Regions from separate parts of the Sus scrofa genome. Here all the other regions are linked to region 5. The links are chromatin contacts, called in public Hi-C, HiChIP or PLAC-seq and promoter capture Hi-C maps. All regions are on one chromosome and are shown on one strand. The core of a region is the stretch at or near the end of the contact, and the rest is flanking DNA. Distances in the headings are between cores, read along the strand shown. Region 1 overlaps ALDH8A1 (aldehyde dehydrogenase family 8 member A1). Region 2 holds the start of RPS12 (ribosomal protein S12). Region 3 holds the start of HBS1L (HBS1-like protein). Region 4 holds the start of ALDH8A1 (aldehyde dehydrogenase family 8 member A1). Region 5 holds the start of TBPL1 (TATA box-binding protein-like protein 1).

What was found. Promoter capture Hi-C pulls out the DNA fragments that hold promoters and counts their contacts. A called contact is a pair of places that touch in the nucleus more often than the background predicts. HiChIP or PLAC-seq counts read pairs in DNA pulled down with a chosen protein or histone mark.
Region 1: a Hi-C map of adipocytes shows a contact between it and region 5, with 3 times the contacts expected there. The contact joins the enhancer-like site here to the promoter of TBPL1 in region 5. A contact is called at or near these places in 3 of 47 Hi-C or Micro-C datasets (adipocytes, embryonic fibroblasts and psoas muscle) and 2 of 2 datasets of contacts at active chromatin or transcription factors (alveolar macrophages and skeletal muscle).
Region 2: an H3K27ac HiChIP or PLAC-seq map of alveolar macrophages shows a contact between it and region 5. The contact joins the promoter of RPS12 here to the promoter of TBPL1 in region 5. A contact is called at or near these places in 12 of 47 Hi-C or Micro-C datasets (brain, embryonic fibroblasts, fetal skeletal muscle and 7 more) and 2 of 2 datasets of contacts at active chromatin or transcription factors (alveolar macrophages and skeletal muscle).
Region 3: a contact with region 5 is called in a promoter capture Hi-C map of liver, with 10 times the contacts expected there. The contact joins the promoter of HBS1L here to the promoter of TBPL1 in region 5. A contact is called at or near these places in 1 of 5 promoter capture datasets (liver), 2 of 47 Hi-C or Micro-C datasets (heart right ventricle and liver) and 2 of 2 datasets of contacts at active chromatin or transcription factors (alveolar macrophages and skeletal muscle).
Region 4: a contact with region 5 is called in a Hi-C map of liver, with 8 times the contacts expected there. The contact joins the promoter of ALDH8A1 here to the promoter of TBPL1 in region 5. A contact is called at or near these places in 4 of 47 Hi-C or Micro-C datasets (embryonic fibroblasts, fetal skeletal muscle, liver and 1 more) and 1 of 2 datasets of contacts at active chromatin or transcription factors (alveolar macrophages).

The regions. Positions count from the first base shown.
Region 1 is chr1:29,083,237-29,085,936 of Sscrofa11.1, forward strand. It overlaps ALDH8A1 (aldehyde dehydrogenase family 8 member A1), which reads left to right. Exons shown (of 7, transcript XM_021087621.1): 7 at 1-579. Among named protein-coding and RNA genes, the nearest start is that of ALDH8A1, 24 kb to the left of the region's middle. Within about 2 kb of position 1,420, at least 18 of the 83 cell types and tissues checked have an H3K27ac peak or open chromatin away from gene starts, as enhancers often do. A contact at or near this core is called in embryonic fibroblasts, where this site is marked.
Region 2 is chr1:30,922,075-30,924,774 of Sscrofa11.1, forward strand. It overlaps RPS12 (ribosomal protein S12), which reads right to left and starts at 1,318. Exons shown (of 6, transcript NM_214363.1): 1 at 1,286-1,318; 2 at 1,100-1,150; 3 at 794-910. The coding sequence starts at 1,113. It overlaps SLC18B1 (MFS-type transporter SLC18B1), which reads left to right and starts at 1,643. Exons shown (of 15, transcript XM_013988257.2): 1 at 1,643-1,921.
Region 3 is chr1:28,967,506-28,970,205 of Sscrofa11.1, forward strand. HBS1L (HBS1-like protein) reads left to right here and starts at 1,273. Exons shown (of 18, transcript XM_021087600.1): 1 at 1,273-1,496. The coding sequence starts at 1,454.
Region 4 is chr1:29,059,395-29,062,094 of Sscrofa11.1, forward strand. It overlaps ALDH8A1 (aldehyde dehydrogenase family 8 member A1), which reads left to right and starts at 1,288. Exons shown (of 7, transcript XM_021087621.1): 1 at 1,288-1,494. The coding sequence starts at 1,357.
Region 5 is chr1:29,935,492-29,938,191 of Sscrofa11.1, forward strand. TBPL1 (TATA box-binding protein-like protein 1) reads right to left here and starts at 1,282. Exons shown (of 7, transcript XM_003121192.5): 1 at 991-1,282.

The DNA.
Region 1 (2,700 bases), core at 170-2,669, 850 kb before region 5:
AGTTCTAAGGCCAAATTATATTGAACCTAAATTTTATAGCAAGCTAACTGTTATTCAAGAATTAAGACAAAATAAGATACCCAATGACTCAGAAAATTTCTCCTATTTACTCTTCCTGGAATAACTTGGGAGTGGCGTGCAGGAAAAGGAAAACTGAATCCAATGAACTGCCTCGGAAATAAGATGAAAAAGGGTCTTAAACTGTTAGCTGTAAATCAGGCCTAGAAAGGAACTGGCCCAATTTAGAGCACAGTGGACAATAGGTAGTGATTGAAGAATGCTGATTAAAAAATATGTTTAAGAGTTCCTGTGTGGCTCAGTGGGTTAAGGTTCCGGGTGTTGTCACTGCAGTGGCTTGGGTTGTTGCTGTGGTACTGGTTTGATCACTGGTGCCTGGAAAACTTCTGCATGCCTTGGGCACTGCCAAAAAAAAGATGTTTTATAATCTGGACGATCTTAGATATGTAAAAATGTATTTTAGAGTAAAGGAAACAAAACACTATTCAGAAGTCACGATAAGATGAAGCGAATTGAAATGTAACATGACTTGGGAAAATAAAGGGGTATAAGTAAAAAGAATCATTTTTTCCATCATTTTTTTTGGAGGGCTATTTTTGGCAGCATAAAATTAAATTACTATCTTTTAAAATTTTTTATTTTCCCTTTTTGGTTGAAGGCTCAGCGTGTGAAAGTTCCTGGACCAGGGATTGAACCCTCCCCACAGCAGAAACATTAGATCTTTAACCCGCTGCGCCACCAGGGAACTCTCACATTTTTATCGTAATGGGCCTTACGTACTACTTGATGCTGCAATTAATATTTATATGCGTTGAATATTTGAATATCTGCTACTGGCTTTCAGTTTGTAAAGTCAAAGTGTTTTGGACACTTTACTAAATTACCCATGGAAGATGTCCTCCAGGGCCCTGGGTCCTGCTAGTTTGCTCAGTAGTTTCTGGAGAGGTTGACCCAGGAGAAAACCTTCCCCTACTTCACCTCTTCTTTCCCTTCTTCCCACGTGGGGAGGGTGAGAGGCTTGCCATCCTCATGGGATGTCCCCCTAAGCCTGAGCCTAGACTTTTTAAAGAGATCTCCAGAGCCTGTGGTCCTTTGCTTTGGATTCCTTCTCTCCTGGCCACTCCTGGGATCTTTGCTTGGCGTTGCCTACAGTTTCCTATGACCCCCCCATTAATGGTGGGTGGATCTACCTCTAAGATGTCCCAGGGGTGAGTCCCTCACTTCAGACGCTGCAGATGAAGGTTTCAGGCTGTACTTTAAGGAAGACATTTTGTTCATGGGTGTCTAAAGTAAGACTTCTGGAATGTGTCCTGTTTTTTATTAGTCTAACAGCCCCAGGCATCCACGTTGTCAATCTCTACGCCCCGCTTGTCAGCGCCCCAGCGGCTGACTCATCCAGCCCGTGCAAAGCATCGGCGTCACTACGCTGAGACTTCTGCCAAATGAATGCTAGGTAGCTCTTCTGGGAAGAGTCATGTTTCTGATTGCAGCTGGCCATTTATCAAGGGTCTGGCATTTGCCTAATCTCATCTGTTGGCCCAGGATATGCCATCTCCGTGCTCTGATTAAGCTTTCCCTCCCACACCTCATTGCGTTCCTCATCCACATTCCTCAGTCCAGTCTTATTTCAGGAGATAGCATTGTACTCCAATCTCATATAATTGTCATTCCAGTGTGACTCAACGATTTCCAACAAAACAGTGAATACTCCAAATACTCCTTGGAAGAGTAAGAACTGTTGGAATCATTGAATCATAACAAGGTAGAGTTGCCAGGGATCTTGAGGTCGCCCTGTACAGTTTTCTCCCACTCCCAGGTGGACAAATGAAGCACACAGGGATTAACTGTCTTGCCAAGATCTCATAGCAAAAAGTAGAGGCAGATCTGGACCAACAGAAATATACAAGTATCAAAGAGGTAGGGTATTCTCAGGACAATGGAAATAATTGCAAATTCTGGTAAGTATTTTGGAATTCCCTCCCACAGATAGTAAGCAGCTGGCCCTTGTCTTCACTGAGGATAAGATATGGGAGTGGGGGGAGTTGTTAATTACAGTTTGAGTTTTTATGTAAAAGGAGTACTCCATGCAAATGTTTCAATCTCAGAAGCAGTGAATGGTGGGGGAGAGTGGGAACGCCTTTCTGGAAGACTCCAAGCACAGGAGGTGCCCCTATCAGGGGCGATCATCATGCTCAGGGGTGGGGGTGGGGAGCACTCCGTGATATTGTATAATTTCTGTGATGACGAGAGCTGCCTGGCCGCTGCACCAGGTGCCGGCTGCCTGCGTGGGAGCGGATTCCTTCGGGCATCAAATGCTCTCCCCGCAGTATCTCATCAAGGGGTCCACGTATCAGATCACAAGATCCGCCCCTGGGAAACAGGCAGCAAAGGCGCACGAATTTCTAAATAGTAGAAATCCGATTTTCCTGAGACATCCCTGGGAACAAAGCATGGAAGAATCATCAAGATAGTTAAAAACTTGAAGATCAGCCTATTTATCTCTTCAAGAGAATTTTGAGCTATTTCCCTGACGTTTAAAGTTGAGCAAAGAGAATTCCTGCTATGGTGCAAGGGGATCGTTGGCGTTTCTGGAACACTGGGACCTAGGTTTGATCCCCGGCTAGGCACAGTGGGTAGAGGATCTGGTGCTGCAGCTGTGGTATAGATTGCAGGTGCCGCGGG
Region 2 (2,700 bases), core at 68-2,567, 990 kb after region 5:
CCACAAAACATTCACTTCCTCCACTGAAACATTTCTGATTCAGTAATTAATAATATAAAGTTTGTATGTAAAAACTAACTTACTCATTAGTTACCCATTACTAACCCAGACAGTAACACTGCTCAGTATTGTCAAGGTACAAATAGTGCAGGAAATCCATACCAGGTATTTCCAACAAGGAATGCTATTTCCACTGGACTCAACTGGCCAGTGTACTACAATTAACAGAACAGAAACTCACACATCTTAGTACCCTTAAAGATCATTTAAATTCACCTCAATTAAATAGTTGCTTTGCCAATGTAACCACTCCAAAAACCTAACCAATTTATAAATGTCCCACACTCACAATGACCTCTACAGCTAAAACACTTATTGAGTTCACCTAAAAATCCAGGTACTTCTGCCATGTTAATAGTTCAAAATCTACATGTATTAATGAAGGTTCTTATGGATTCCCTAGTTAACAGTGCATTAATAGCCCCACAACCTACAGGTTTGTCAGACTATTAGATTTCACTCATGGAAAGAGTGAAGGGGTATCCGACAATTTAAGTCATCACTCAAACGCTGTAGTTCCATTTTAAGAAGCAAGGGCGCACCCCCACTCCAAACCTACACCCTTTTAAGTGGGCCGTTAAAAGATCTAAGTTTATACCTTTTCCTAGGTTTCCTGTAGAACGGATGCCATTCACAACTTTTGTGCTAACAGCATGAACTTCACGCTCTCTTCCCTTGGCTGCAGTTTTGTTCCAGATCCAACACCCCACAGTATTGAGACTGATACACGTACTTGTCTAAGGCTTTGGCAGCTTCGCGAATTCCACGTGCTAGGCCATCATGGATGAGGGCGGTCTTCAGCACCTCTTGTAGAGCAGTATTAACGTCCATTACACCTCCAGCAGCAATGCTAACACGGAAGAGTTAAAAAAAAGAAAAAAAATCAAAAAACCTCCGCACACCATCTAATGCTTTGGACAAAACAGTCGTTGGCGAGATTAGATCATAGCCGCGTAGAGCGCCACAGCAAACCCAGAACCCACGCTGCGGGCTCGCGGCCCGCGCCTCGCCCGTTTCGCCACCCCAACCCTGAGCTCACCCTTCCTCGGCCATGGCGGTGGGTTACGGGTGGAACCGAATCTTGAGCACACTGCAATAGGAAAAAAAAAAGAAAAGAAAATCCTGGTTAACAAACTGGGTTTAGACCTAAACACTTATCGCCAATCTCATCTGAAAAACACTGAGCCACACTCCGCAAACACCACTCTCGCCTTGCTCTACTCACCCCGAGCCTCCGCCTCCGCGCGACTCGGCGGCGGCAGGGAAAGAGAATGTAGGCTCCCGCATGACGGTATTTAAGGGTTTCCCAGGACCCCTATGCGCATGTGCACTCCCTCCCAGGGAAGAGCTGGCTTTAGCAGTGCCGGGCCTCGAGAATTTCTGTTTCCGGATTGAAGCGGTTCTGTGGCAGGGGTCCTACTAGTCTTCTGACTCTGCTCGGCCGGTCTTAGGCCCACGCAGCAGGCACTAACGCGGGCAGCTTCCCAAAGTTTTTCCACGCCGAGGGTGGGGCCTACGGAGGCCCAGAGAGCTCGTCCTACGGTGCGCGAGAAGGGCCAAGCCCTCCTGCCAATGTGGTCTTGCAAGGCCCCGAGTCCTGGAGCAATCGCAGCCCCAGTTTTAACGCTTAAGACACCGTGGTTGTAATTTCGACTCCACTAATGGGCCTTCCCTGAGCAGCACACTCTCTCACTTCGCTCTTTAAGTCACTCTGAATGCTGGTGAATTTATCATTCTTTGGGTGATCTGCGCGCGCCCGTGCGTTTTCATAAAACGAAAGTCAACACGTTTTCGTTACTTCTAAGCAAATCGAAAATTCCACTTTCCCGCCGGCTGTTAACTGGAACGTCTGGCCAGCCAGGTATTTGGTAATGGTTTTCTAACGCAGTTGGTTCTAAACGAAGTTTGGGGTTTGAAAATAAAAATAAAAAACACTAAATTGTCCCCTGAATTCGTATTCCCGCCCAAATCGGGATTCAGCAGGTGCATTTGAAACACCTACAATGTAGCAGACGTAGAGACAGGGTCTGGGAATATAGAGATGAAATCGTGGTCTTTGAGAAATCTGGCATTCATTTCGCCTTTCCGGACTGGCGAAATTAGGAGTGGAATCCAGTTTTAACTCTGACTTTTCGGGAAGCAACATTTTGAATGTTACATTGGTGGGCCATTCCCCACCAACGCAAATATCTGAAATACAGCCAAATGTAATTGGCACAGTCCTTTTTCTCCTGTTTAAACTTATTCTCCTGACAAGTGCCAAACTAGTTAGCAATTATTAGGCATTTGATAGGTGCCAGCACTATGCATACAGTGAACAGAGACAGGTAACTTGAGTACTGTGAAGATAACAAAAATAAGTCACATAATAAGAGTGTGAGGGAGAGTTAGCCAGAATAATGATATACTGGAATTTTAATAAGTTGATACAGTTCATTTTTAGCTTTCAAGTGTTCATTTTTAAGTGTTGAACCAGCTTCTTTCCATCCATAAGTCATCCTAAAAAAATAGTTCACTTTGCTTATTCATTTAATTATTGAGCGTTTTTTTTTTTTTTTTTGCTTTAAAAAAAAGCCCTGCAGAGTTTATAACGATGAAAATACTTATTCTTGCTGCTCTAATGTTTGTGGTCAAATTAAA
Region 3 (2,700 bases), core at 23-2,522, 970 kb before region 5:
AAAACATTGGGTTTAAATCCCAGTCCAGGTTTAGGCTGGGCTGGAGTCCTGGCACATGGGTTCAAGTCCCAATCTGTGTTCTGGCTAGGTTCAGGCCCTTAGTGCTGTCAGTTTCATTTATAGATTTATTCATTAATGCTCATCACCACTTAAGGCCAGTGCTATGTCAAACAAGATATATTTAATACTCAGCGTGGTACTGTGTTCAATGAATGCTCAACGAAGCCATCTTTATGATGCCATTTACAAGGCTAAGGGCAGACAGTTGTTTATTAGTAGTATTAATACAGGGTGGAGCATAGAATAGGAAACCGTGAATCACACACACAAATGCATGGTTCCTATAATAGCCAGGATCTTAATTAAATCATACATACTTGTTTTAAAAGAGTCTTTTTCCCCCCCTCTAAGCTTAGACTAATCCTTATGAGGCAGAATACTAACTCAGGTAGTCAGTGTAGGAGCAAGGGCTTCAGTGCATTCATTGCTGAGGCTATTGATTAACATTTGTGGCTTAGGGGCTCCAGAGTGTAACATCCCCACAGGCCTTGTTTACTGTAGGGAGTGTACCTATATCCAGATGGACATTAACTGCTAATCCCTTGTGACTCAGTTTACAGGAAGAAAAGGGCAAAGAAACCGTGAGACCTACAGGACATTTCCATCCCTAAAACTCCTACTGGATCAGGACTGATAAAAGGTAATTGAGCAAGGCCAATGGGATTAAAAACCCCAACTTTCCAGACCCCACGTTGGTACCCCCCACCTTTAAGGGATAAAAAACCCCTATAGGACAATAGAGAAAGGGGGCTTTTTAGCCACCCCCCCTCCTGTCCCAGCAGTCCTGGGAGCGATTTGCTTTCCCGTAATAAAAACTTTGCTTGCCTGTGGCCTGTGCATTCTTGAACTGCGTGAACAAGAACGCGGATTCTGATAACATATTTCTGGCATCACTTATACCAAATAAATATATGTTAATGTGCATTAGAGCCTAAGTAGGCTCCAAAGATGGAAGTTGGGTAAGGCAAGGTTCCAGCTCTTACTGAGCAACTTGTTCACTAGATTATCATAAATTAAATTTAGAAAATAACCTGGAAAGCTGGCTTACCTCAAACAACCTCCACCCATACCATTTGCTCTAACCCAACGAATTATAGGTGAGATTCCGCTCTTTCAAGAGCCCCGCCGGCCAACCTATCTGGGGGTGGGGCAGTCTAAACGCGTCACGCCCACCTCCCCGGACAAGCATGAATGCGCATGCGTCCTCAGGGCGGCCATGACCCTGAGAGGTTGCCGTACGCGGATAAGACGTTGCGCGTGCGCAGACGCTCAGCGCTGAGGCCGGCCGGAAGCCAAGATGGCGTATAGGTGTTCTCCAGGCCGCAGTCTGCGCCTTGTCGCTCTCTGAGCGGGTATTTTGTAAGGGGCTGTGGCAAACGCCCTCTCTGCCGTCATGGCCCGGCATCGGAATGTCCGAGGCTATAACTACGATGAAGGTAGGTGTCGAGGTCATGCCGGGATGGCACTTTAACCGTTCCAGCTGGGATCGCAGCGGGTTGGCACCTACTTGGTATGTTTGTTTCTCGTTATTGGAACCAGGCTGGGGTTCAGAGGGGGCTAATTTGTGGACAATAACTGGACGTTTGAGTGTCAGCAGATGGCATAGTTTTATGTCGTGGTTTTTGCCCTTCGGGATTGATTTTTATGTAAGGCGGGGGAGGTGCTGCAGGGCGTCATATGGGAAGGACATTCGATGAGGTTGTGGTGATACTTAAGGCACGTAAGCATGATCACCTCTCCCATTGTTTCCTCCCAGGTCGGCTACACACTTTACTACCTCAGGCTCCTCTTCCCCTCTCTCCTTTCAATAATGCCCGTGAAACATTCTTATTTGTAGAACATGGATTGACTTAATGCTTACATTCAACCGTTCAGCTGTAACTGTTAGATTTACGTGATAAATCTTGTGTGTTTGTTTATAGATATTTAGTGCAAAACCTGGCTTGAGTTAGCAGATTAGCTTATTTTCTATGCTTTTCAAATTAAATTGGAAACTTAGGAGATGGTTGAAAACACATATTAAAAAGGCCCAAAGAGTAAGTTGATCGGATGATGTTGAGGTGTGTACTTAGTTCTTGATTGGTCATGCTCAACATATATTTTTTGGGGAAAAAAAACAGTAAGCAGTACTAAAAGAAAGGGGGCCTCGAAAAGAACTTAATGATTTTAAAGGTGAAACAAAAGAAAAAAAATGTGAAGGTTGTCTAGGAGTTTAAAAAGAGAATTCGTTTGGGACAAGCACAACTTCTCTGCAGTGGATAACTATAAGCATCACCAAGCATCATACAAACTGTAAACATATGGATTGAATACAAAAGAAATACCTATCACTTTGTAAAGTGCAGAGCATAAAATGTGTTTAGTATATACTAATGGTTGTTACTGATACTAGTAGCAGATTATTCTAGAACATCAGAGTGCACTAATCATAGTGAGAGGCAGCTAACACCCTGTGCTACATTTGGATACATTGATCCAGTCAGCCTGGCACATGTTAGTTTCCTGGTGTTCAGTGGATGTTAAGTATTGCGTGTGAACCATTGTTACCTGAGAAAAGATTTTAGCCTGGGAGATATTTTTGCAAGTATGTTGTAAAAGACATGAATTGGCCCCATTATTACTTATTCATTTCTTTAATAG
Region 4 (2,700 bases), core at 38-2,537, 880 kb before region 5:
ATTATACGCGTCATATATAGTTTGGGCCGGTTTCTTCATCTTCGTGGCGTATCTGGGAAGATGTGGCGGCGGCAGCCCTGGTTTCTAGATGGAGAGGTGGTTCAGGGGCAAGGAGGCCCAGGAAGAGAGCAGCTGGTGAGCGGTGGAGTGAGAGTCTGCCTTTAGCTACCTCTGGGCTAAAGGCAGTGATGCATTGAGGGAAAAGCACATGATTTGGAGACCAAAGGATTAAGGTTCATCCTTACCAACTATGCATGTTTGGACAAATTTCACCACTCTGAGGCTAGTTTTTTTTTTTTTTTTTTTTTTTTTTCCTACAAAAGGGAAGTAATGACATTACTTTCTATGGGATTGTTGTGCAGAATAAATGAGTAAATTCATATAAAGGACCTGCCTCAGGGCCTGGCACTTAATCAGTGTTTGAACAATGAATAGTTTCAATAAAATGATATACACAGATGCCTTTTGACCATTTTATTTATTTTTTATTTTTTTGGCCATGGCGTGCAGCAGCTTGATGTGGGGTCTCAGTTCTCAGACCAGGGATTGAACTCAGGCCACAGCAGTGAAAGCACTGGATCCTATCCACTAAGCCACCAGGGAACTTGCCTTTTGACCATTTTAAAGGGTCGCATAAGCTGATGTTAGTTTAACATGCTTTTTCTCTCTGTCTCTCTCTCTTTTTCTTTTTAGGGCCGCATGTGTGGCATATGGAGATTCCCAGAATAGGGGTTGAATTGGAGCTGTAGCTGCTGGCCTACACCACAGCCACAGCAATGTTAGACCCGAGCCTCGTCTGTGACCTACACTGCAGCTCACACCAGTGTCAGATACTTAACCCACAGAGTGGGGCCAGGGATTGAACCCACATCCTCATGGATACTAGTTGGGTTCATTACTGCTGAGCCACAATGGAAACTCCTAGTTTAGCATGTTTTTATCCATTTCTCATAATGTACTGAATGACTGGGAAATACTTGAGAACTTTCTTCATTCAGAGCTTGAAGACTGAAATGGGTTAAGGATCCAGCGTTGCCATGAGCTGTGGTGTAGATCACAGATGCGGCTCGGATCCTGCGTTGCCCTGGCTGTGGTGTAGGCCAGCAGCTCTAGCTCCCATTCACCCCCTAGCCTTCCATATGCCAGGGGGTTCCGGCCCAAAAAGCAAAAAGACAAAAAACAAAAACAAACAAACAAACAAGACTGAAATGCTCTCGGAGAATGTCAGGTCTCCTCCCACTTTCACTGGTTGGCAAATGAGGGGCACGGGGGCTGGGAGCGAGGAGGAGACTAAGCCGGGGGTGGGAAAGGTGGCAGGGACAACGCCGAGGGGAGAGGCAGGCGGGTCCTTTAACTATGGCTGGAACGAGGGCACCCTGGATGCTGGAAAACTTCATAGATGGGAAATTTTTACCTTGTAACTCCTATCTGGATTCCTATGACCCCTCCACAGGGGACGTGTACTGCCGGGTACCAAACAGTGGGAAAGAGGAGGTGAGTATATCAGCGCAGAGAAGATGAATGCGCTTAGCCAGTTGGTGACTGAATTTTCCAGGAGCAGAGGGGATTGAGAAAAGAGGTAGGAGTGGTAAAAATGAGCTGGAGATTTTAGTTCTGAGAAGGCTTATTCGTAACTGAGTATGTATAATACACGGAACAAACCTCAGGTTCCTATATGCAGAAGCAGATCCTAATCTGGGTAGCCTAACATGCAGCCACATTTCTCAGACACGCCTTAAAGGTGGGCTAGTAAAATGTATTATTTGTAAGAGTCATCAGTATTATCAAGCTCTCTCTTTTCTCTACTAAGTGTTGCCTAAACTTGCCATTCTATTCATGGGTTTCAAAAACATCGTGTTATTTCATGAAAATAGACAGAACTTTAAAACTCAGGGATTTATTTTAGATTATCCTCTAATAATTCTTCATGTCTTCAAAATTTTCTAGTAGGGAAAATCAATCATTTGAATGATGACATGCAGAATCAAATTCCCATATATTTTTGGAGTTAAATTTAACACTGCCACTATTTTTCTTACTCAAAGAACTTAACGGCACACCTATTAAACTTTTTGTCAATAATGTAGAATGAATGTTGTTGAGGAATTTTGTAAAATATTTGAGATATATTAGATAATTATCAAATATCTAACTATCAAAACTCAACTAAATATGTAACTATTGAGAGTTATCAAATATATAACTATCAAAACTACATAACTATATAACTATTGAGAATGTAAATATATCTGGGTAAAAATGTGGCTGATATAGGTACACTCATCTAAAGCCTAAAGGATTTGAACTGATTTTAAGAGATAAAGGTAATTGTAGCCTTTGTATATATAAATAAGTACTATATGCAATTTTTAAAGAACTAAGCATTATTTATCTATTGTTAATAATATTTTAAATCTGTCTTGCATTAAAAAAACCTTTAGACTTGTGGATTAAAGTTTGCAAATATTGGCTAATTTGTTGGTTAAACTGTAACCCACAATTTTGTTTGCTTCAAGTGACCTGGGATAGATGTGGGACACGGAGCTTTGTGTTTTCCAGTCCCCCTTGTCTCAGAGTCCTGTCCAAAGTGAAAAATGACAAGTATGCTAAATTCTGGTGAAACATCCTCAGCAGCAACGGCTCAGCCCTTTCAGAGGAGAGAATGAGGGATGGATTCACCTGCTGGTAGAGGAAGAGATA
Region 5 (2,700 bases), core at 32-2,531:
TAGCTGAACCTTCTCATATTTCTCTTTTTCAATTTCCCCAGGGAATCTGTCATTGTTTCTTCACACAAAAAATCACACCAAGCTTGTTTCCTTTTCTTTCCTTGAGCCAATTTTAAAGCACTGTTCTTAACCCTATATACACAAGCCCACGCTGGTTAACTGCCAGTGTTGCTTTGGAACTGCAGGTGACAGATGCAGTCAGAGAGCTCACAGATGTGGATTGGCTGCAGCCTGAATCCTATTGCAACGAGAACACTGGCAGCGCCCGCAGATGCACATCGCGGCAGAAGGAGTTTAAAAACCATCATTCCCAATTAAATTTACTTTAGGGCTCTTACTGGCAATCATTATGCGCTAAATCCCGACTCTCAACCCTGCTTAGCCCTACCTACTCTTCATTTTACCTTGCTCAGTTCCGGATCCTTCTTCATCAAGCCTAATTTTGGTTAATACTACCACTAATAATAACAATAATAATAAAATTAAACGGGGCTGTTGCATTGCCAAAACCAGGAACCGACAAAGATGTAATTTGGGAGCCTTCCCGCCGCGGGAGAGGCCGCTGGAAGTTTTCTGGGAAGCAACGGACCCCTAGCATCTTTGCCCGATTTCTGTGCTCCTGGGTGAGGGCTCCACAGATGGGGAATCTCCCTTCTCCTATCTTTCCCAGTGGTGGCTTAAGAGGAAAAACAAAACCCCTCTTTTCTTATCCTCTACTCCGCTGGATAACGCTCCTAGGCAGTGACGCCCCACCCCCACCCCGTTATCCCTGATGAGATCCCCAAATATCACCCTGTCTTCCTAAGTACTGGAGCCTCCCTCGTACCCCAGACTGATTTCCCGCATCTGAGCTCCTCTCCTCCAGGCATCCGCCCCCGCACACCCCACCCGCAGCACTGCCTCCGGTTCCGCACACACCCGCCCCGCAACCGGCACTCAGGCCGCCCGGTCGCCCGCGCTCCCCCCGCCCAGAGTCGCCGACTGGGTTACCGTGGGAAGAGCGGGCGGCGGCAGAGGACGCGGCGGCAGCGCTGCTGCCGGTTTCGGCGGACGCGAAGGATAAGCTGGAGGACAAGGATGATGATGAGGCGGGCGCGCTCCCCAGTCTCCATGGAACTCCCGCCCCGGCCCGTTGCTAGGAGCCCCCAAGGCTCGGGCTCCGTCTTTCTCGCTTTGTTGTTCCGGGTACGGGGCGGCCGCCGCTTCCCCGCGACAATAAATAGACTAGACGCGGGGGAGCATAGAGACACCGCGCGGAGGCTAGAGCGCCGCCGGACAGGGCGCCCCTAGATGCCTCGCTAGCCGCTCACTTCCGGCTTTCACTGCTCCCAGCACTTTCCCCCCCGCCCCTTCCCCCACTTTCCCTTCCTCCTTCCTGGTGCCCAGATCTGACTCCGCCTGCCTACGAGCTTGGCGAAGTAGGGTAATGAGGGGGAAGGTGTGATTAGGCTAGACTTTTTCTTTTTTTGCTTGAGAACTGCTTAAAAGATTTCCGAAGAACTATGTATCCCTTGTACATTTTTAGCTGGTAGGTAAACATGAGTACGTGATTTCTGGCGTACAGTGTAATATGAACGATTTTTTTTTTTTTGGCCAAAACCTTAGAACTTTCTCGTTAGCTCATTCAATTTCTAGAAAAGGTCCACCGTTCAACATTGTTAGCGAAGCTAGACCTTAGCAACTAAATCTGTCTTATTATTTCTAGCAAAGATACTGTCTTATCTGAAAAGGGTCCTACTTAGCTTTTTCAGTTAAACGCGTTTCCGGCACCGCGATCACGCTCTCATTACGGAATTATAATCTTAGCGTTGGGATGTGAAAGGGTGGATATACGGATGGACTGATAGAATGGATGGATATAGATAGATAGATAACGCAGGGAGTTTAGGTCACACTTCTGTCGCCTGTCCCTATGATATTCCTTACTCGGGCTTTGCAGTCAAGACTCTGCCTTGGGAGCGGGGAGGCACTTCAGAGGCTTTTACCCGTAGCCGGATCCAAGAAGGATGGGAGGTGGCAGAGGGCAGCTGCAGGCTGGGACTGAGATGCTGCGCAGGAGTCGCGGCGGCTCGGCTCACGAGGAAGCTGGCCGCCTGGGAGTGAGACCCTTCTCGGCTCTGCGCCGAAGTAGCCTTGGAATGATCCGGGCGAACCCCGAGGGGCGTGCAGTCGCTAGTTTGAACCGCCAAGCTGGGGCCCTCGGGGCCCTTCGGGGGGTGACTTGAAAGGCACTGCCTGCGGGAGCGAGACCGAAGTAACGGCCCCCGGAGCTCCAGGCAGCTTGGAACCCCGAGCCCCCGCAGCTGCCTTCCTAGGCCGGCGCAGGCCTATGCTCCATAGCTGGCCTGCAGTCAGAAGAAGCCTCTGGCCCTAGATGAGACTAATGGGCAGTTCTGATTTTATAAAAGGCCGTGAAGCGGGCTCAGGTGTACCTGGTCTCTGTTTGGTGTGAATCTGAATTGAGCGTGAAAAATGGTAACACCACAGCCCTTTTGAAAGAGAAGACCTGGGTCGATTTCTGGGGGATTTGGGAGTAGACAACAATTTGTTATTTCACTTAACCAAAAGATCTACCTAAGGTCTACTTATATGATCTTCAAGGATAACTTTAGCTCTTTTGCTTCCCACTCAGTGTTCAGTAAATATCTGAGCTTTTAAAAGCACTGTAGAGTTACGGAATTTCCATTTTCTTTCAATTTC